Linked DNA regions of Mus musculus: all the other regions are linked to region 1. A link is a contact called in public HiChIP or PLAC-seq data. All regions are on one chromosome and are shown on one strand. Each heading gives the region's core, a stretch centred on a gene start, on an enhancer-like site or on the middle of the called end of the contact. The rest is flanking DNA. Distances are from core to core; before and after follow the strand shown.

Evidence for each region. HiChIP or PLAC-seq counts read pairs in DNA pulled down with a chosen protein or histone mark.
Region 2: an H3K27ac HiChIP or PLAC-seq map of stem cell-derived neural progenitor cells shows a contact between it and region 1, with 6 times the contacts expected there. The contact joins two enhancer-like sites. A contact is called at or near these places in 3 of 115 datasets of contacts at active chromatin or transcription factors (the NIH/3T3 cell line, embryonic basal ganglia and stem cell-derived neural progenitor cells).
Region 3: an H3K27ac HiChIP or PLAC-seq map of embryonic fibroblasts shows a contact between it and region 1, with 9 times the contacts expected there. The contact joins the promoter of G630093K05Rik here to the enhancer-like site in region 1. A contact is called at or near these places in 1 of 39 promoter capture datasets (hippocampal neurons), 1 of 15 datasets of contacts at CTCF or cohesin (embryonic stem cells), 4 of 484 Hi-C or Micro-C datasets (cortical neurons, embryonic stem cells and stem cell-derived neural stem cells), 4 of 115 datasets of contacts at active chromatin or transcription factors (astrocytes, embryonic fibroblasts, embryonic stem cells and 1 more) and 1 of 9 other capture datasets (embryonic stem cells).

What each region holds. Positions count from the first base shown.
Region 1 is chr13:47,334,674-47,337,769 of GRCm38.p6, reverse strand. No RefSeq gene overlaps it. Among named protein-coding and RNA genes, the nearest start is that of Gm52039, 99 kb to the right of the region's middle. Within about 2 kb of position 1,504, at least 75 of the 459 cell types and tissues checked have an H3K27ac peak or open chromatin away from gene starts, as enhancers often do. A contact at or near this core is called in embryonic fibroblasts, hippocampal neurons and stem cell-derived neural progenitor cells, where this site is marked.
Region 2 is chr13:48,322,884-48,325,979 of GRCm38.p6, reverse strand. No RefSeq gene overlaps it. Among named protein-coding and RNA genes, the nearest start is that of A330048O09Rik, 51 kb to the right of the region's middle. Within about 2 kb of position 1,604, at least 38 of the 459 cell types and tissues checked have an H3K27ac peak or open chromatin away from gene starts, as enhancers often do. A contact at or near this core is called in stem cell-derived neural progenitor cells, where this site is marked.
Region 3 is chr13:47,908,855-47,911,950 of GRCm38.p6, reverse strand. It overlaps G630093K05Rik (RIKEN cDNA G630093K05 gene), which reads right to left and starts at 1,516. Exons shown (of 3, transcript NR_045156.1): 1 at 1,425-1,516. The region is part of intron 2 of Gm40938 (a long non-coding RNA gene); the gene reads left to right.

The DNA.
Region 1 (3,096 bases), core at 255-2,754:
ACGCTCGCTCTCAATCAATGAGCCACCTCTCTAGACCCTGAGGCGTAAGTTTAGGAGAAATGACTTCTTCATCTGGGGGAATAACCTAAGTATGAAGCCAACTGGCCAGTGACTTAAGAGAGCTCCTCAGTGCCATGTTTATTAGAAATACTTACATAGGGCGAGGCACACAGAATGCACAGAGATAGCTACAGGGGTGTGTGTGTGTGTGTGTGTGTGTGTGCGCGCGCGCGCGCACTGTAAGCTGCAAAGATAGAGATGGGGGGAGTGTGGTTCGAACTACATCTGTCAATAATGGGAACTTATCCCTTCATGAATATACCGTTCCTACAAATACATTGCTTTCTCCCAAAGAGATCCCTGAAACCGAGAGTGTTTGACTATGCATATTATTGACAATCACTCTTGCATTGATGATCTTGGATTAAGGACCCTACCCAATACCGTTCCAAACGGTCTGCCTCAGCCAACACCCTGTCCAACAGAGCAGCCTTTCAGAGCCTCAGATCAAAGCCTCCTGTGTGCAGAGTGCCCATTGTTCATCAGTGACATGTGACTTGCACCTGCTCCGCTGAGGTGTTCCGCTTTCACTGTGTCCCTCTCTGCCTCTGCAAGCTGTGGCAAGATCACAGGGGCCAGTCACTTCAGTGACGAAGGAAGCCACACTCTGCCAGTCACACGATGGACCAGCTGTGCTGGTCCTGTGTGAACCAGGTGCCTCCTGCTTCCCCCAGGAATCCGCTGCCAAGCCTTGGCAGAGAACGGACGAGCAGCTGCTCCTCGGGCTTCGGTCTTGTCTATTTCTCTCCTCCACAGCCTGAGAATCCAAATGCAATCCCCTGGCAAGCCGGGCACAAAGCAGAGGAAAGAAACTTTGAAAGAAGACGCAAGGGCGGTGACTACAGAAGGTTGACTGAGCTCACAGAAAAGCAGGAGACAGTCAATGAGTGCAGTAAGATCACTTGAACCCTAAGCTTCCCATGTCTCGAAGGCCAACGTCCTCACCACAGGAGAAACTTATCGAAAAGTGAATGGGGTACTAATCACAGATTGTCGTGATTGTTATTAGACATCCAGACACACAGAGTTCAAGCCGATGCCAACCAAGATCCAAATAAAACCACCATGATAATAACAACAGCCTCAGCTGAGACGATCAAGCAGCGCCCTTTGCCATACAAGAGGTTTGGTTCCATGACTTCTCATGGTTTAATTTGATTAACAGATCTGGGGATAGGAGGAGTGTTTGTTCTCACAGGCTTTTCTGGCTTTACGCTTTCTCCATGTGACCACCCAAGAAACACTGGTAGGCCGCAACTAGATTGCATTTACTTCCTGCACTGTGGATTGTATTGTCTTTTGTTTTATTTTTTTTTGAAAATATGTAAATACCACTAAGCCACTCATCCAACAGTCTCACGTTCTCATTCGATTGGAATGCTGCTTGCTCGTGCAGGCGGACCAGGAGTGGGCGACCAATTAGCCAAGTGGCTGACTCCAACCCCCAAAAGCTCTTCCTTGCACAGGGATCTCGAGCTGCAGTGGCCACTGTTTCCCAAGCACTGAGTCCCAAGTCAGGAGGAGGTGGGGGGAGGGGAGAGTATAAATGGTGCGGCTGTGCGGTGACTCATCCTCTCGCTGACTCCACTCTCTTGTCTGTTTGCAGTCGCTTGGACAGCTGTGTTGGCCATGTGGAGTCAGAGATATTTTTTGTTCCCAAAACAGGAAGATGGGATGAGGAGGGGGGAGCTGGGGGTGGGGGGGAGACGAGACAGTGGATGTGTGTGTGAGGATGTGAAGTCATGGTTGCCGTATGATTTCAGCTCCTCTGACAAGCCAGCCATCACTACCATTAGTCACTAGCCCTCCAAGGATGAGAGCCATCTGGGTCAATTCCCCAGTGAAGTGAGATGGAACTGGTATATCTGTGGCTCAGGTCTTGGAAACATGTCTCGCAGTAAGGAGAGGTAAGGGGTGAAGATGAGGTCGCTAGCTGGAAACTGAGGAAAAGCAGCCTGTTCACAATGAAAACAAAACAGAAGATACAGGCTGGGCTAAAGCTGTAAGCGAGTTGGCAGAGGGCTTGCCTAACATACAGGAAACCCTGGGGTCCAGCCTCGGGGCACTGCACAAGCAAGATGTGGTGGCATATATGCATGCTATCCTAGTTGTCAGGAGAAGGCAGGAGGATCAGGAATCCAAGGTCATCCTTAACTACATAGTATGAGGCCACCCTGAGATACACAAGTCAAACACCTTGACGTCCAAACGCCCATAGTTCAAAGAAACAGACACCAGAGAAGTACCCAACACGGAGGTAAGAGAGGGCGGGGTGATTTAGAATCACTAAGGATGGAACTGTGAGTGGAGCCAAAGGCAACATGTCCTCTCTAACATCAGCTGCCTCCTCTTCCTGGTCCCCAATCAGGACACGCCCTCCTCTGCCTGCCATGAAAGCATCTTAGCCTCCAACTTCAAGCCTTCCGCCGAAACTCCCACCCTCCTCGATAGGGTTCATCAGAGCGTCGTGCTCGGGTCGAGTTCTCTTTAAATAAACATTTATTGGAATGAAGCCTGTGTTCAAGGCTTGTTTCTGGCCATTTATGCTGCAAGAAATGAGGTAGAAGAGACAGGGACCCTGGGCCCACAAAGCCTAGACGACTGTCCATCAGTCTCCTTGCCATATTATATCAGGGTAGAGGAGTGGAAAGTCTCTAGCTAAAATGGCAAAACATTCTCTCATCATTTTGACCCAGCTGACTTGATGGATGAAGAAGGTTCCTCCTGTCCCACCCAAGACCACTCTTCTCTGGCCTCTGAGGGCCTCCCCCATCTCCCCTCCCAAGTGTCTGTAACTCTTTGAATACCCTATGGTGTTTATGCTTACTCTGCTAGGGTGGTTTCAATTCTTATTTGTCCACATAAATAAAAGCTTTTCTTTTTACATATATATTCCTCTCAGCCCTTTCTTCCCTCATATAACCTGCCACTTGTTGATCAGACTGAAAGAAATCCACTATAGGTGGAGATCAGGAAACATCAGTTATTTTAGAAAGCACAAGAAAAGCTTACAGTCAACCAGAACTTGATGGGAGG
Region 2 (3,096 bases), core at 355-2,854, 990 kb before region 1:
CTAGGTAATTTAACTCCTTTGTACCTTTGTTTACTGAAAAGAAACTTAGGAGCGATGCTACCACCTATGTCACATGTCTACCATGAGGTTTCAAAGAAATAGTAGAAAAAGCAGTAGTGTGACCCTAAAACAGGGTATATATATATATATTCTCCTCTATAGAACTTTGGGGCAGGTGAGGGTCATAAGGGTCAGCCTCCTGCCATGGCTCAGGACAGGTTAAAACCTGCCCCTCATGCATAGACATGATCTCATGAACTTCCCTGCTATGCCTTGGTGGAACGAGCTGTGTGCCTTCCACACTGAAGGCACTTTTACCTGCTTCTCTTCTAGGACTTGATTCTGTTCTTAGTGAAGCTGGAATAATCATGTGATGGTCAGAGCTGTCTTTAGTATCCCAGTCCTCAGGGCAATTCCCACAGACAGTTCCAGAAGCCATGTGTTAAATGATCAAAAACAAAACCAAACAAAACAAAACAACCAAAAAAGAAAAAAGAAAAGAAAACCCCAGATACCAAAAGGCAATGATTTAAACAGGCTAGAAAATATAGTCAGAGGCTTACTTTTGTGGTTACTATTGGACCACTAAATCTGACATGAAGAACTTATATTCTAAATAAGATTTATCTTCCTCTGCACACACTCCCCAAAACCTGTTTGGTCTTAGAGAGGTTAACTTAGGCCAAGCACAAAGCAATCAGGGTTCTGAAATCCAGACAGAGAAAAAGGCTTGCGTATCTTCCTAGTTTTATCAGGGGGAAAAAAACCCAAAGCTGAGCCGTTTGTCAGTACAGTTTCTGCAAGAGTAGTGAACAGAGTCTATAAGAAAAGCAACTTCTACTCCAAATTCTCTGAGAGACGTTAGCTGCAGTGTTGATGTTGTTTGAGCTATGTAGGACAGCTGCCCAGATGTCCCTTTAGCCTATTCTTGTTTCTAGACTTTAAACTTAAAATGGTGCCAGTTTCTCCAGAAGCTGGTTCACATGGTGAATGAGATAGCAAGTTCTGATCCATTTCAGTGGCTCAGAGATCCAGGCTGGGGCTGAGTCTACAGGTAGATCAGATGTCTAAAAACTGGCAGCAACTGGAGAGTGGCAGGGGGAGGAGGAAGGGGAGAGAGACGTTGGGTGTGTGAAAGAACTTGGATTTGAGGTTGACGAAACCCCCTCCTGACAGACTCACATCAGAGACAAATTCTGAGAGAGAGAGAGAGAGAGAGAGAGAGAGAGAGAGAGAGAGAGAGAGAGAGAGAGAGAGAGAAAACGCTCAAAGCTGAGTAGCTCCTCATTTGTCTGCGTTATCCTGAGATGCTTCTATCTGCCTCAGCTCTCCTGGCTGCGAGCCTGGTTCTCAAAGGGAAACTCAGTTGGCCAGAGTTCACCTGGGTTTATCAGTCCCTCAGGGGAATCTGTTTTCCCTGTGTGCTTGCTTTTGTTTTGCTGCGGGAACTGGGTCAGCTTTTCAAGAGTGGAAATGTCAGAGGAATAAAGAGGCTCCCTTGAAAAGATCTCTGCCGCCACAGAAAGGAAACATCTGAGTGTCTCCCTTAAATAACAACGTACACTGTGACAGCCTTGCATCTGACCCAAAGAAAGAAAAGAGGCCGGAACACTGGCAACATTTACATACTCCCTGTGCTCTGGAGACAGCTGGGCTGGGGCTGGGTCATCCTGAATTAAAGGAACGGAAACATCAACTTGGAGGAGATTCTTTTAGATGGCAAGCGAGGTTGGGTGGCAGACAAAGGGAGGCTTTCAGCAAAAGCCCTTTTACTTTTTTTTTTTTTTTTTTTTTTAATATGGCAGCACATTTCTACCATCAGGCTGCAGCCTGGAGGAGCAGGGATCTGGGAGGACTGGGAAGAAGCTCCGTCCAGACAGCAGCAAACAGGAGGTCATTGTAGGAGACAATGAGCTGGGGCTGCCCCAGCCCATCCGATTGTTATAGAAAGACTCCACTGGCCATGGATCAGGCTGCACCACAGTAACCAAATTGTTTTGGTTTAGTTTTACAGAAGTCTGGCTGGAAAAATCATCACTTGGTGATGATGATGATGATGATGATGATGATGATGATGATGACGACGACGATGATAGTGACATATTGATGTACTACTCAATCTCAGAGGGTATCTCTCTGTAGCTAAGGCTGGCTTCAAACACATTATCTAGCCAAGAATGGCTAAAGTTCTGATCCTTCAACTCCTACCTGCCTAGTACAGAGATTATAGGCATGTACTACCTCACCCTGCTTTATGTAGTCCTAAGGGTCAAACCCAGGGGTTTGTGCATGAGAGCTGAGAACCCTCCTGATCGAACTGCATCGGCAACCTCAGAAACCCATTATTGATCATTCATCTGCCCGTATCAAGGGAGTGAGCCTAGGATACCAGAGCTCAACTCTCAGGTACATGCATGATCTCTTCCAGACTTACAGTCTCATTCACCGAGTCCCTGAGTTTAGCATGAAGCCCATCCACATCCACACCTTCCAAACAACCAGTATCCTTTGATGGAGAGAACTTGTTATTATTAAGAAATGAAGACAGCATAGTGAATCACAATGGCAATCCCAGTACTCAAGAGGTAGAGGCAAGAGGATGGAGAGTTTCAGGCCAGCCTGTGCTGTGTAGCAAGACCATGTCTCAATACATAAATAAATGAAGGAGGTAAGAAAAGAAGGAAGGAAAGGAAAGGAAAGGAAAGGAAAGGAAAGGAAAGGAAAGAAAGGATAGGAAAGGAAAGGAAAAGAAAAGAAGAGAAAAGAAAAGAAAAGAAAAGAAAAGAAAAGAAAAGAAAAGAAAAGAAAAGAAAAGAAGAAAGGAAAAGAAAATTAACAACAAGAAGGGACTTGTTGGTAGCATTTGCCTTTAGGTCCCAGCTGGTATTCTTTCTCTAATGACCGTGGATATGCTATGGTAGGTGATTGTCTTAGTCAGGGTTTCTATTCCTGCACAAACATCATGACCAAGAAGCAAGTTGGGAAGAAAAGGGTTTATTCGGCTTACACTTCCATACTGCTGTTCATTACCAAAGGAAGTCAGGACTGGAACTCAAACAGGTCAGGAAGCAGGAGCTGATGCAGAGGCCATGGAGG
Region 3 (3,096 bases), core at 267-2,766, 570 kb before region 1:
GGACTAATGGTGGCATCTGGGGAAAGATAAGAGAGATGGAGTCCATTTTCTTTAATGGTGTGGCTCTCGAGCCGTTTGATGAACTCACACCAGGGAAAGCACAAATTTGAGCCAATGGATTATTATTACTTTTTTAAAGAAATGAAATATGGCAGGGAATCTTGGAGTGGTTCTGGGAGGAGTTAAGGGAAGAGTTGGGGATGGATATGATAAAAATACATTGTATGGAATTCTCAAATAATCAATAAAGATACTTATCTTAAAAATTCAGGCATGGTGGCACAGAGCCATAGTCCCAACACTTGGGAAGCTGAGGTAAAAGAACTGCATCAAGTTCCATGTTATCTTGGACTATATGATGAGCTCAAGGCCAGCCAGGGGTACATATTAATTAGTAAGATGCCATCTCAAGAAAACAAAAACTCCAAATAAAATAGAGAGTTGGGAGTCTGTGTGGAGAGACACTTCCTGAAGTTCTTTCTCATCATCTGGATATTAAGAGAGAGCAGATTTAAGTACAGCTGACCCTTCCTGGTCATGGTTTCTGAACTTATGGTCTTAACCAATGTGGATTGAAAGTATTCAAAAAATTTCTATCTGTACTGACTATGTGTAAACTTTTTCTTGTCACTCTGAAGAATGCAGCATAATACTTTCTTACATGGTATTCATATCTTCCTCAGTATTATAAGTAATTTAGAAGTTATTCCAAGTATGTATGAGGACATGTGTAGATCATATACAAATGCTTTTTAATACCCGAGGTATGCTTAGGTCTGAATATACTTGTTCTTTATAATTCCTTTGTACCAGTGCTATCCCCAGAGTTGGACTATGTAGCTTGGCAGAATCTATAGCCAGTGCCACAAACATGACTGAAGAGTTGCTTTTCTTTGCAGATTTTTGGAGTAGCTCTTCTCGTCCCTTAATAGAAATGAAGAGACAAGAGAAGGCAGGAGAGGTTTGCTGCACTCTGAAATCTCAACAACAAAACAAAACAAACCAAAAACCCAGCAACTATCTTAGCAAATGCTTGTTAACAGCAGTCATTCAAAGCACAGTTTCACAAAGATTAGCCTGGATCCTTGTAAGCCTATTTCAGCAGCAAAGCCATTTGTACTTCTTGCCCATGGGAACAGCTGCTATTTCGTTACTTGATTGGAGAGAATCAGACCCCTTTTGTCCTTTTCCCCTGGGCTCTGAAACCATCTCACCAGGGCAGTGGAATCACAGCCAGATTTCGCTTATTTTATTTCAAGCCAATTTACTGTCCAAACCAGGTCTCTAAAACATGGCACTGGTGCTAACTGCACCATTCACGTCATGCCTAGAAATGTGACCCTACCACCAGTTTGCTGCAGCCCCTACCCATCCCTGAAATAGACTTTCTGTCTCCACAAATGAGAAGAGGTCACTTTACCCACTCAGTGAAACTCTCCAGATGTTCCCGGTTGGATGGCACATCTGTCCCGTGTCCCTTCTGTGTTTTCAGAGCACCCCAAACAGAAATTTGAATGAACTAGAAACTCAGTGTCTGAGAAAGGTCTCTATGCACAGTTGCCCTCATTGACATGCCATTGGGGGCTGGTGGAGAGTCAAGGGCAACGGAGAGAGAGCCAGCCAAGAAGTGACTTCATAGGAAAAGGACATGCTGCACAGAGAAGTGTTCCCTGTGTGGAAATGTTACCGATCAGAATTCTGGGATGATACTACACTCTGTATAATGAGAAGATTATCTAGATTTTTGAGTTGAATATTACTGGCATCAAAGGGCAATGATTACAGAGATAACCCCAAGCGAACGTGAACTTCATCTCATCTCTCCTCCCCAAACTTGGAAATGCCAGACTCGTTACATGAGGCTAAATCATGCAGAAACACTCCAGCTGTCTGAGAGTCTGTGTGCACTGCCAGCATCTCCAGTGTTCCCTTTGTTTCCAATAGTAACTCCAGAAGACCTGCCTGGTCTTGAGGGGCTCAGTGACCTCTAAACCCTCTCTATTCTTCCTCACTCAGAGAGAGGGGGGGGGGAGAGAAAGTTACTTAGATTTATTCCAAGCGGAACATCCAAGCTCGAACTTCCAAAACCTTCAGTAACCTCAGAGAAGTGTCAAATGGCTTTTCCCAAAAGCACGTGACAATATTTGTGCCTCTCGTATGGAAGAGGAGCACGTATGCTTGGAACACACTGAATCACTTTAGGAAGCACTTTAATATCAGGCTGGCCCTGTTCAAGTGTGTGCCCTTGAGCAAGCCATGTATTTATTGGGCTGTGTCTGACCATATCCAACTACAGAGTGAGAAGGGAGGGGAGCAATTTAACTGAGAGTCTGTGAAAGTGAAGTCACTGAAGCGTCTGCCTTGGAACTGATTCAGTATTATGCCATGCTGGCCTTGGAACTCACTCAGTGTTATGCCATGGTGGCCATAGGTCACCTACCATCCTTTTCATCCTGCATGGGAGACCATGGACTCTGCCATTGGGGACAACCCCTGATGACAGGTTTTGCATTACATTCTGCTTCGGGGACACAAGAGGTAAAGCATGACTTTTCTGGGTTTGGTGTGCCCCCAATCTGATAGACCAGCCACGGAGAGGCCATTTACAGCCACCTCTAAGTAACTCATAGGAAACTTGGGCACTGCTAAAAGTTACTCAGGATGCCACCAAGGCATATAATGACCTGAACAACCACAAAGTTAAAGTGTTTTAGAAATATTGTATACATCATATACATCAAAGCTTCTTAAACTGAGGGTTGTGATCCTATATGGGTTAAGGTATGCGAACATGGGGTGGGTCTTGAGAATTATTGATAATGTACATCAATAGTACACGGTTTCTGAATGCACAAGGGCCACAAACTGTTTCCCTGCACGCCTGGTTCTGCACACACATGTACAGTTTGCATGAAGTATGCTCCGCAACACACACATCAATGGGTTCTACATGACACACCTTGGCTAAGCCTTGACATCATTGGTATGTAACAAACTGAAGTGTTTCTACCATACATGCAAATTTTCTGCTGTTCTAGAAACATAATTGTCTAATTACAGAGAAAACAAATACTTTTAATATTTTCCTACCATCAC